Regions from separate parts of the Mus musculus genome. Here region 1 is linked to region 2. A link is a contact called in public HiChIP or PLAC-seq data. All regions are on one chromosome and are shown on one strand. Each heading gives the region's core, a stretch centred on a gene start, on an enhancer-like site or on the middle of the called end of the contact. The rest is flanking DNA. Distances are from core to core; before and after follow the strand shown.

The links. HiChIP or PLAC-seq counts read pairs in DNA pulled down with a chosen protein or histone mark.
Region 1: a contact with region 2 is called in an H3K4me3 HiChIP or PLAC-seq map of the SCID.adh cell line, with 9 read pairs. The contact joins two enhancer-like sites. A contact is called at or near these places in 2 of 115 datasets of contacts at active chromatin or transcription factors (the 230-238 cell line and the SCID.adh cell line) and 1 of 9 other capture datasets (adipose tissue).

What each region holds. Positions count from the first base shown.
Region 1 is chr10:42,172,116-42,176,399 of GRCm38.p6, forward strand. No RefSeq gene overlaps it. Among named protein-coding and RNA genes, the nearest start is that of Gm40630, 92 kb to the left of the region's middle. Within about 2 kb of position 2,221, at least 18 of the 459 cell types and tissues checked have an H3K27ac peak or open chromatin away from gene starts, as enhancers often do. A contact at or near this core is called in the SCID.adh cell line, where this site is marked.
Region 2 is chr10:41,888,553-41,893,353 of GRCm38.p6, forward strand. All of the region lies in intron 1 of Sesn1 (sestrin 1), which reads left to right. Among named protein-coding and RNA genes, the nearest start is that of Gm33058, 68 kb to the right of the region's middle. Within about 2 kb of position 2,294, at least 10 of the 459 cell types and tissues checked have an H3K27ac peak or open chromatin away from gene starts, as enhancers often do. A contact at or near this core is called in the SCID.adh cell line, where this site is marked.

The DNA.
Region 1 (4,284 bases), core at 971-3,470, 280 kb after region 2:
ACTAAATCCTTTATGCCACCTGAAGGAGACCAGGTCAGAAAGAGTGCATGTGGTATGGCTCCAAGCACTTGGCCTTGCCTGGATCTTGCTTTCCTGGAGGAGGTGTGGCTGTGTCCAGGGTGTTCCTATCTGGGTTTGTTATGGGAGGGGCATCCTATTCTGGTAGGAAGGCTCCTTTCACAGTCATTTTCTGTTCCTGGGGTTCAGAGAGGAGCCTCGTAGGCCATTGTCAGAGGTCCCAGACCCATAGGATCCTTTGGGCATCGGACTGTATTTCATAGACTTCTGAGTGTTCCTGATGAGCAGAGATCTTTCTCAATAGCTATCTGAGTGCCCGATTGTGAACAAGGAAAAATAGAAAAGATGGGGAGACAGGGAGACAGTCCACAAGCCACACTAGACCCTCAGGCCAGGTATGGACACAGGAGTCACCCACATCTAGTGACATGAATCCAAATAGGAAAAGGGGACATGAGTTTCCTACTGCTTCCTGTGACTAACTGCCACCAATTTATGGTTCCCAACCAAAACACCCACACAGGCCATTGTCTTATGATTCTGGTCTGAAGACCAGAGTGGCTCTCACCATCAAGGTGGCAGCTCCCTTCTTCTGGACCATAGGTGCCAGCACCCAGAGGCCATCTCCATCCTGCGTCTGCCGCCCCACCTCTATCTTCAGTACCAATATGGCCGGCAAGGCAAGCCCTCCTTTCACACGCCTTTCTTCTAGCTTAGGCTCTGGTTCTGCTACTCCATTTCAGGAACGTTAGGATGACAGCAGGTGCATCTGGATCGTCTTATTTTTAATTGTTAACCCTTAATTTCCCATTGCCACACAGCCAACCATTTATAGGCTCCAGGTTTAAGACATGGACATCTTAGCCTTACCAGGCTGACACTTTTACCTTTGATCCCTGAGATATCTATATTTCAGTGTACTTCAGAATCTTGGCAGGCAGTGCTCCCAGACATTGACATTGATTCTGCTTTATTACTTATGGCCTAAGGTAGTTGACTTTGCTAACCCCCTCAATCCTTCCTGACGCTCACCATCAGACACCATACATAGAAGAATCTGCCCTCTTAGGTCGTCGGATTCGGTATAAGTGAATGTATTTTAGATACCTCATTACGAGGTCTTCGATCAGGGGCTGAGTGAGAAATCCTACTGTGCTCAGAAATAGAACTAATCTCAGCAAGTTCCTATTATGTGCTGCCAGGCTCTAAGGTCCCCCACAGTAACTCGAGATAGGAGGAATCACTACCTCTACAATGGCAGTGGGAACTCTGGGTTTAAGTGACCACCATGAGGTCAACACAGCGCAGCTGGCTGCCTCTCTGTTGCCTTTCTTTTCTCAAAGTTGAAACTCTTTAGAAAATGCTTACGCTCTAGTCGCTGACTCCAGCACTAGCAAATAGTAGGCCCTCGATGAGAACATGCTAACTCACAGGTTGAGTCAAACCATAGGGGTGTGTGTGTGTGTGTGTGTGTGTGTGTGTGTGTGTGTGCTGCTCACATTAGCTCTAATTCTTGTCAGAATCTTCAAGGGAGGTGCTATCTGTACCCCTCAGGAAACAGCCAAGGAGGTGAAACAAACCTAAAGCCAAATGAGCCCAGCTGCATACGAGGTCCCTGTGCTTCTCACTATAGCATGGCCCCCAGGTTGCAGGCCTTGTGGCCCCACAAAGGGCTGGCTGGCTTTTCATCTCACGAACATAAAATGTCCTTAGGTTTGAATTCTATAGTTAACAGATGCTTCTATTGTGAAGAACCTAACTGTACTAAATCAGGCATGTGTGGTGTGCACCACTCAGGGAAGGCATTTGTGTTCCTCCAGAGGTGGAGCCAGCCTTGGGCATAGCCAAGGGAGGAGGCCTGGTTCCTTATGCTCAGGGAGGCATAAACACAGCAATTAAAGCTTAAGTTACCCAGTAGCCCTCTTTAATTACATTCTTCCTTAAACACCAACAGGGCCAACAGGGCCACAGGCAGGAAGTGGTCCATCAGGGCCCAGCCTGGAGACAGCAACATCAGAGGACACACACACACACACACACACACAGCTGAGAGGACCGTTTCCCTTCATTATATGGGTGTTTCAGTCTGTACCCTTCCCCTCCTCCCTCTTGCTTCTCTTCATCAGACAGATAACCTGGGCCACTGTAATGATTAATATTATCAACTTGACAGGATCTTGAGTCACCTAGCAGATAAATTCTGCACATGCCTCTGAAGGATTATCTAAATCGGGTAAATTGAAGTGGGGTTGCCCAGACTAAGTAAAAGCCTGAGCTGAGCATGCGCATCCATCTGTTCGTGTGTGTGTGTGTGTGTGTGTGTGTGTGTGTGTGTGTGTGCTTCCTAACTGTAGATGGATGTGACCAGCTGCCTCTTGGTCCTGCCACCATGCCTAAACTGTGAGCCAAGGGAAACCCTCTTTTCACTGGGCTGCGTTTGTAATGTATTTTGTGACAATAATGAGAAATAAATAAGTGATATAGCCACCATGGTGCCTCCTTTTGTTTCACTTCTTTGGAACCAAAACTGGAGAGACAGCACGCAATGGCAAGCCCTCCACAGGCTTGAGATCTGCCTCCCTTGTACAGACACTCAGAACTAGCACTTTGTCCTTTCTTGATGATACACCAGCCAGCTCCATTTTCATCCCTTCTCCGTCCCAAATCTTCTCTATCTCCATCCTGATCTCCTCTATCCTCCTTCCTACCTTCATTCCTCAATCTCCACCTCTGTCCCTAGCTTCTCTATTCTCATTCCATAGCCACTCTGCTTCCATCTCACCCCCTGCCTCCTCCATTTCACCCTCTCCATCCTCCATCCAACCCCGTTTGTCCTCCATCTCACCTCCTCCATCCCCATCTCATCCCCTACCTCCTCCATCTCACCCCCTTTGTCCTCCATCTCACCCTTTCCATCCCCATCTCACCCCCTGCCTCCTCCATCTCACCCACTTTGTCCTCCATCTCACCCCCTGCCTCCTCCATCTCACCCCCTCCGTCCTCTATCTCATCCCCTGACTCCTCCATATCACCACCTCTGTCCTCTATCTCACCCCCTGCCTCCTCTATCTCACCCCCTTTGTCCTCCATCTCACCCCCCTCCATCCCCATCTCACCCCCTGCCTCCTCCATCTCACCCCCTCCGTCCTCTATCTCACCCCCTGCCTCCTCCATCTCACCCACTTTGTCCTCCATCTCACCCCCTGCCTCCTCCATCTCACCCCCTCCTTCCTCTATCTCATCCCCTGACTCCTCCATATCACCACCTCTGTCTTCCATCTCACCCCCTGCCTCCTCCATCTCACCCCCTTTGTCCTCCATCTCACCCCCTCCATCCCCATCTCACCCCCTCAGCCCTCCATCCATCTCCATGTCCCTAAGTCTCCTGCCAACAAACTAGAGCATCAGGCTCAGCTGACTGCACCACTGCTGGGCTAGATGGTTTGTTTTGTTTTGTGTTGTTTTGTTTTGTTGTACGTGGCTCGTTTTTCCTTGTCCAAATACAGAGCCCTTGCCAATATCCATTTTCTTCTAGTACAAGATGGTAGTGACTTAACTCCCAGTATTGTCCCTCAGTGTGTAGCAGACAGTGAGTGGAGCCCTGGAAGAGGCTCTGGATCCTGGGCACAGTCTGGAGGGAGGCAGTGGATTAGAGTCAGCAGGGTGGGAGTGACAAGGAGCTCTTCTTGTTTATGGATGTGGCCAAACAGGGCTCTGTGTGTGTATCCTCCACTCCCATCCCTCTCTCTTCCTCCTGTCTCATCTATATCTTCATCCAATCTCCATCTCTTCCATCTCGTCCCATCTCCATTTCCTCTATCTTCACCAACTCCATCTCTGTCCCCATCTTCTCTATCCTCATCTCCATCTCCCTCTCTATCCCCATTCTCAACTGCATCCTCTTTTACTTCTGCCTCAGTTTCCCTTCTGGAGATCTAACATTGTCATTCAGCAGCTTCCTCACTCAAAGCAGCACCTGTGGCCTGAACACATGTCTGATGGTCCATCTGTGGCTCAGATACATGTCTGATGGTCCATCTGTGGCTCAGATACATGTCTGATGGTCTAAAGTATGTGCTCTCTATGACCACCTTACAAGGAAGACGTTGCAGATGGGGAAACTCGTGAGGAAGTTGAAATAATTTACTCAGTGTCCAGTATGACTACTGCTGTGATGAAACATCATGATCAAAGCAACTTGGGGGAGAAAAGGGTTTGTTTGGCTTTCTTACTCATATGACCATCATTGAAGGAAATCAGAACATG
Region 2 (4,801 bases), core at 1,044-3,543:
GCTCCCATTCTTAGAAACGAACCCTAGTGGTCATGGCTGAACAGCTCTTATTGCTGACAGCGTTTTTGTGCAATATCCTCAGCTCAGACTTAGAATTTCCAAAGATCCACAGTAGCTTGTACATTGATTATGATAGTGCCTGTGAAATTGTATTCAACAAACTAGAAAGCTTTGCATAGCTGTATTTCACTTTAATACACTTAGCATGTAAAATAAACTAGGGACTGGTGTATCATGGGAAACTAGTCACTTTACAAAGGAAGCATTGGCACAGTTCTCAAGTAGCACGTTTCCAAAAATTGTTCTCCTCCTCCTCCCCATCTAACTCAGGGTTATGTACATGCTAGGTAACTCTGTACCACCGAACATGTCTCCAACCCAGTTGTAGGACTTTGAAGTCAGGAAGTTTTTCTTTTTCTAAACCATGGTCCATGGAGCACACACACACAAAGAGGTACCTAACTTCCCGTGTTTTTAAATAGCTTAGCAGTGTTAATGACAGAAGAAATTTAGTACATTTTTGCTGTAGTTTAAAAAATCTACATATAAACAACACTTCTAGCTCCTCAATTCTTCTGAAATACTTTGAATGTTAAAACATCCACATAATTCTAGATAGACAAGGACTCTCCCGGAAGGGGAGAGTGGGTTAGGACTTTCACTTTTTATAAAACATTTTGCTTTCTTTGCCTTGTTGAAATGCACTTTTGCCGGGCAGTAGTAGCACACATCTTTAATCCCAGCACTTGGGCAGGTAGATTTCTGAGTTCCAGGACAGCCAGGGCTACACAGAGAAACCCTGTCTCAAACACACACACACACACACACACACACACACACACACACACATACACAAAACCAAAAAGGAAGAAAGAAAGAGAGAAAGAAAGAAAGAAATGCACTTTCTACTTGTGTAACTTTAAAAAAAAAGATTGACATCAGTGTTATAAGATATAGTCTTAAATATCTAGATGGGCTTTTTTTAATGCATCAAGTAGACAAAGAAAAAACATGCTTCAAATAGTTTACTGATTTTCACCTAATTTTTCAAGTAGGTAGATTGACACCTCATAGAAAGTCTTTAATCTGTAGCCAGTCAATCATTCTTAAGGAGGCTGATGAAGGTCGTCGGAACATAAGCAAAGCATGTGATTAGACAGGGCTTTGGTCCACAAGCACTGTTCACACGGTGGCACAGGACGTACTGTTTCTGTGTGCTGTCAACGCCACTCAGAATGTCCATCTTCTGAGGATTAATCAGTATTGTTGTACATTGGTGAGGAAGCAGGTGCTGGTGTGGGCATGGCTTTCAGATATTGGTGTTAGTATTGTTGAGGGGTGGGGAGTCCTAGTTCTCATGTTAGCTTTTCCAGCCATGTCTTCACAGAGAACCTGTGAGGTTTATGCTGATTGCCATCTGCATCTGAGTTCAACAAGAACTTTTATTCTTGGCAGGTCTGCCTCCTAGAATCTGGATTGTAAGATTTGCTCAGAGTCTAATTGAATTCTCACAACTACAGAAGGGAAAATAGTTAAAGTAACCTACATAGGAAGTTAGAAAATGCATTCAGTTTGACTTGGGCTCTCACACTAATAAAGCATTAAAGACATTGGCTTCTTTTTCATAAAGATTATAAAAGACATATACATTTTGTAGATTTCAATATCATAAATCATATGTTCCTTTTTTGTAAATACTAGTACTTAAAACAGTACTCGGTTCCTAGCATGCTATGTCAGCTGCTATTGCTGCTCTTAATTTTTTATTACCATTATTAGCTCTATATGGGTTTGTTTGTTTTTCTTTTTTTTTTTTTTTTTGCCCCTTTATATCAGTTAAGGAATAAGCAGAAAACTAAAAAGCAGTTTCATTCTCAGACTGCACACCCCCAAGAGCTTTGTAAACTCTTCTGTAGGTATCATGAGGTAGATGTAGATGTGGTACTGTTGCTGCTGTATCTCCCTCATCTTCTCTTTACACCTTACTTACACATTAGACCTGCCCAGTTAAGAGTTTAAATGCTCTCATGGGAATTACAAACTTGCTAACAGAAGTCCTTATTTTGGCCCAAACCTCCTTTCCTACTCTGTTCTTTTTCTCTCAGGAGATGGTGCATGGAAATACTTGGCCATGCTTGGGATCAACCCTAGGGCCTTGCACATGCAGGGACAGCTCTCTCCACTGAGCTGGCCATCATTCCAGTGTGTGCTATACTTTGGGACTCTTCCAAGGTGAGGAGTCTTTATGCAAGCTTTAGTAAGAACAGGTAGGTCCTGTAAGAAAACTGTCATCTGTTGACTTTCTCAGAGGTCAGTCTGTGTGTGCTGGGTGGCTGGATAGAGCTACTCACTGTCCTGTCTGTACCTGGTCTGAGGTAAATTGGGATACACACTCAGCTCATCAGGAACACCCCATATAACTAGCCTTTTGTTTTTTGATTGACATAAAATTAATTAGAAAAGGTCACGGCCCTTATATCTGTCATGTACCTAATCTATTAGCTAAAAGAGAGAGTCTGTCAACTTTTAAGCCTAGCCTTTAAGTAAGGAGAGTAAATTCACTTGATTCTAGAATAGAGTAACCAGAATAATATAATTCAACCTGTTCGTTTTGAAGGTCATATGGATGTCAATTTGGTGTCATTTAAAGAAATACTACCCAGATATTTCAAGCAGTAACAAACACATGTACACGCGTGTTGTGTCTTCCTTTCTCTACGCCCCCACCCCAGCATATGTTCTGCTTTGTTCTCTTGAGGACCACAGCTTTGTTGATCATGTTGAACTTTTCAAACAGTCCTCCATTGATTAGCAATTAGGTTGTTTATCAGAATCAATAGTGTAGTGGTTTACCTTTATGTGTGAGTACAAAATGTGAGTCTGTCTGTAGGTTCCCACCTATGGTCTTTGTAGTTAATGCAGTGCGTTGTTGTTGCTTTGGGAGTTGAGCATGGTTTCGGTCATTCTCACTTCCTTTTCTTGGAAGTGTCTCTGACCCTTTGCAGTCTTTCAAGTTCTCTGTTCATCTTTGACTGTGTACCCTTCCCCTCATGCCAGTCTGTTTGGTTACCAGATTTATCCGTCGTTTTTGACTTCCAGGTTTTGTAGCATTATTGGTTCTTTTCACTCCACAAGCATTTGGTAGGACTATTGTTTGTTTTGTTTTCTTCATGTTTAACTCTGATTTATTGTGGGTTAAAATATAATTCAACTTCATTTTTTTCTGAGTGACAACAAGTTGTTTCAAGATCAAATAATCTATTTGGAAATTACATCCTTTGCTATCCTGAAGTCATGAGTATTGTGTAGTGTGTCTGAGTTACAAAATGAATAATAAATACTTGAAACCCTAAATACATGTTGTTTAGATAATTTGTAAATTAGAAAGGGGGCAGGAGCCTCAGCTTTGTACTTTTTCCCAGTAAATCTTAACAGAGATAGGCAGACAGATAGATAGTTTGGTCAGAGTTAAGAAGTTAGGCTAAGGGCTGGTGAGATGGCTCAGTGGGTAAGAGCACCCGACTGCTCTTCTGAAAGTCTGAAGTTCAAATCCCAGCAACCACATGGTGGCTCACAACCATCTGTAACAAGATCTGACTCCCTCTTCTGGAGTGTCTGAAGACAGCTACAGTGTACTTACATATAATAAATAAATCTTTAAAAAAAAACAAACAAACAAAAAAAAAGAAGTTAGGCTAAAGAGGTCATTGTTTTAGATTAATAGTTGTTACATTTGTTTCAAAAGGAACATTTTTCTCTCCTGGAACTTAATATACAATGTTCAAACTTAGACACATACATGGACAAGCTAGTTAAGTGTCTCTTCTAATGAATATAATGTTACACACTATCTTCAGTATGAGTGTGGAATAACCACAGTAAGAAGTAACCAATGTCCAGTACAATTTTACTTAATATATACAATGAAATTGATATATCATGGATTCAGTTGGCAAGTAGTCTACTTTGGATTCTGCCAATAAAGATTCTCTTATCCTGCTTGCTGTTTCAGGGGTGAGAGTGGGGGGTGGGGGTCAGAACTTGCTACGTGGCTGAGGATATCTTTGAACTTATGATCCTCCTGCCTCCACATCCCAAGTGCTGGGATTACAGCTGTACACTAAATAAGCACTCTACCAACTAAGCTACATTCCTAGCCCTGTGTGAGATTTAAAAAATGTATTGTATTCAAAAGATTTTCATTTGCTCAGAACAAACTTCTTGGATTCACTCTGTTCCCTCCCAGTTTTTTCTTAAAAGCAAAGCAGCTAAGTTGGGGAGATAGCTCAGTGGGTAAAACCACTCACCACACAAGTATGAGGACCTAAGTTCAAATCCTGGGAACCCATGTAAAACCTGAATGCATAGCACAAACAAATAATCCCATAGGCCTACAGGAACATGGAAGGGAGAAAGAGAAGCCCCCAGAAGTCCAAGAGCCAGCTAGCCTGGCACACACAATGCAAAAAGAAGAGACTGTTGTCTTCTGACTTCCACATGAGCTACACAGTACATGCTCTCCCATATTCTCACAAACACACACACACACACACACAGAGGCATACATACAGACACATAGTGCACACACACAGAACAGGAGTTGGGAATATCTGTTTTTATAATGTTTTACTCTTGGCTACAGTTCTGTATCCATGCCAATAGTCTTCCTCTTTTAAACAAAAAACTAGTATTTGTATGTAACAATTTTATAAATAATAAGGATCTTCAGTTGTATTTACTTTATTTTACAGCTTAAAGCGATAATGGATTGATTGCCCTCAAAAGTTTTATTATGGTTATT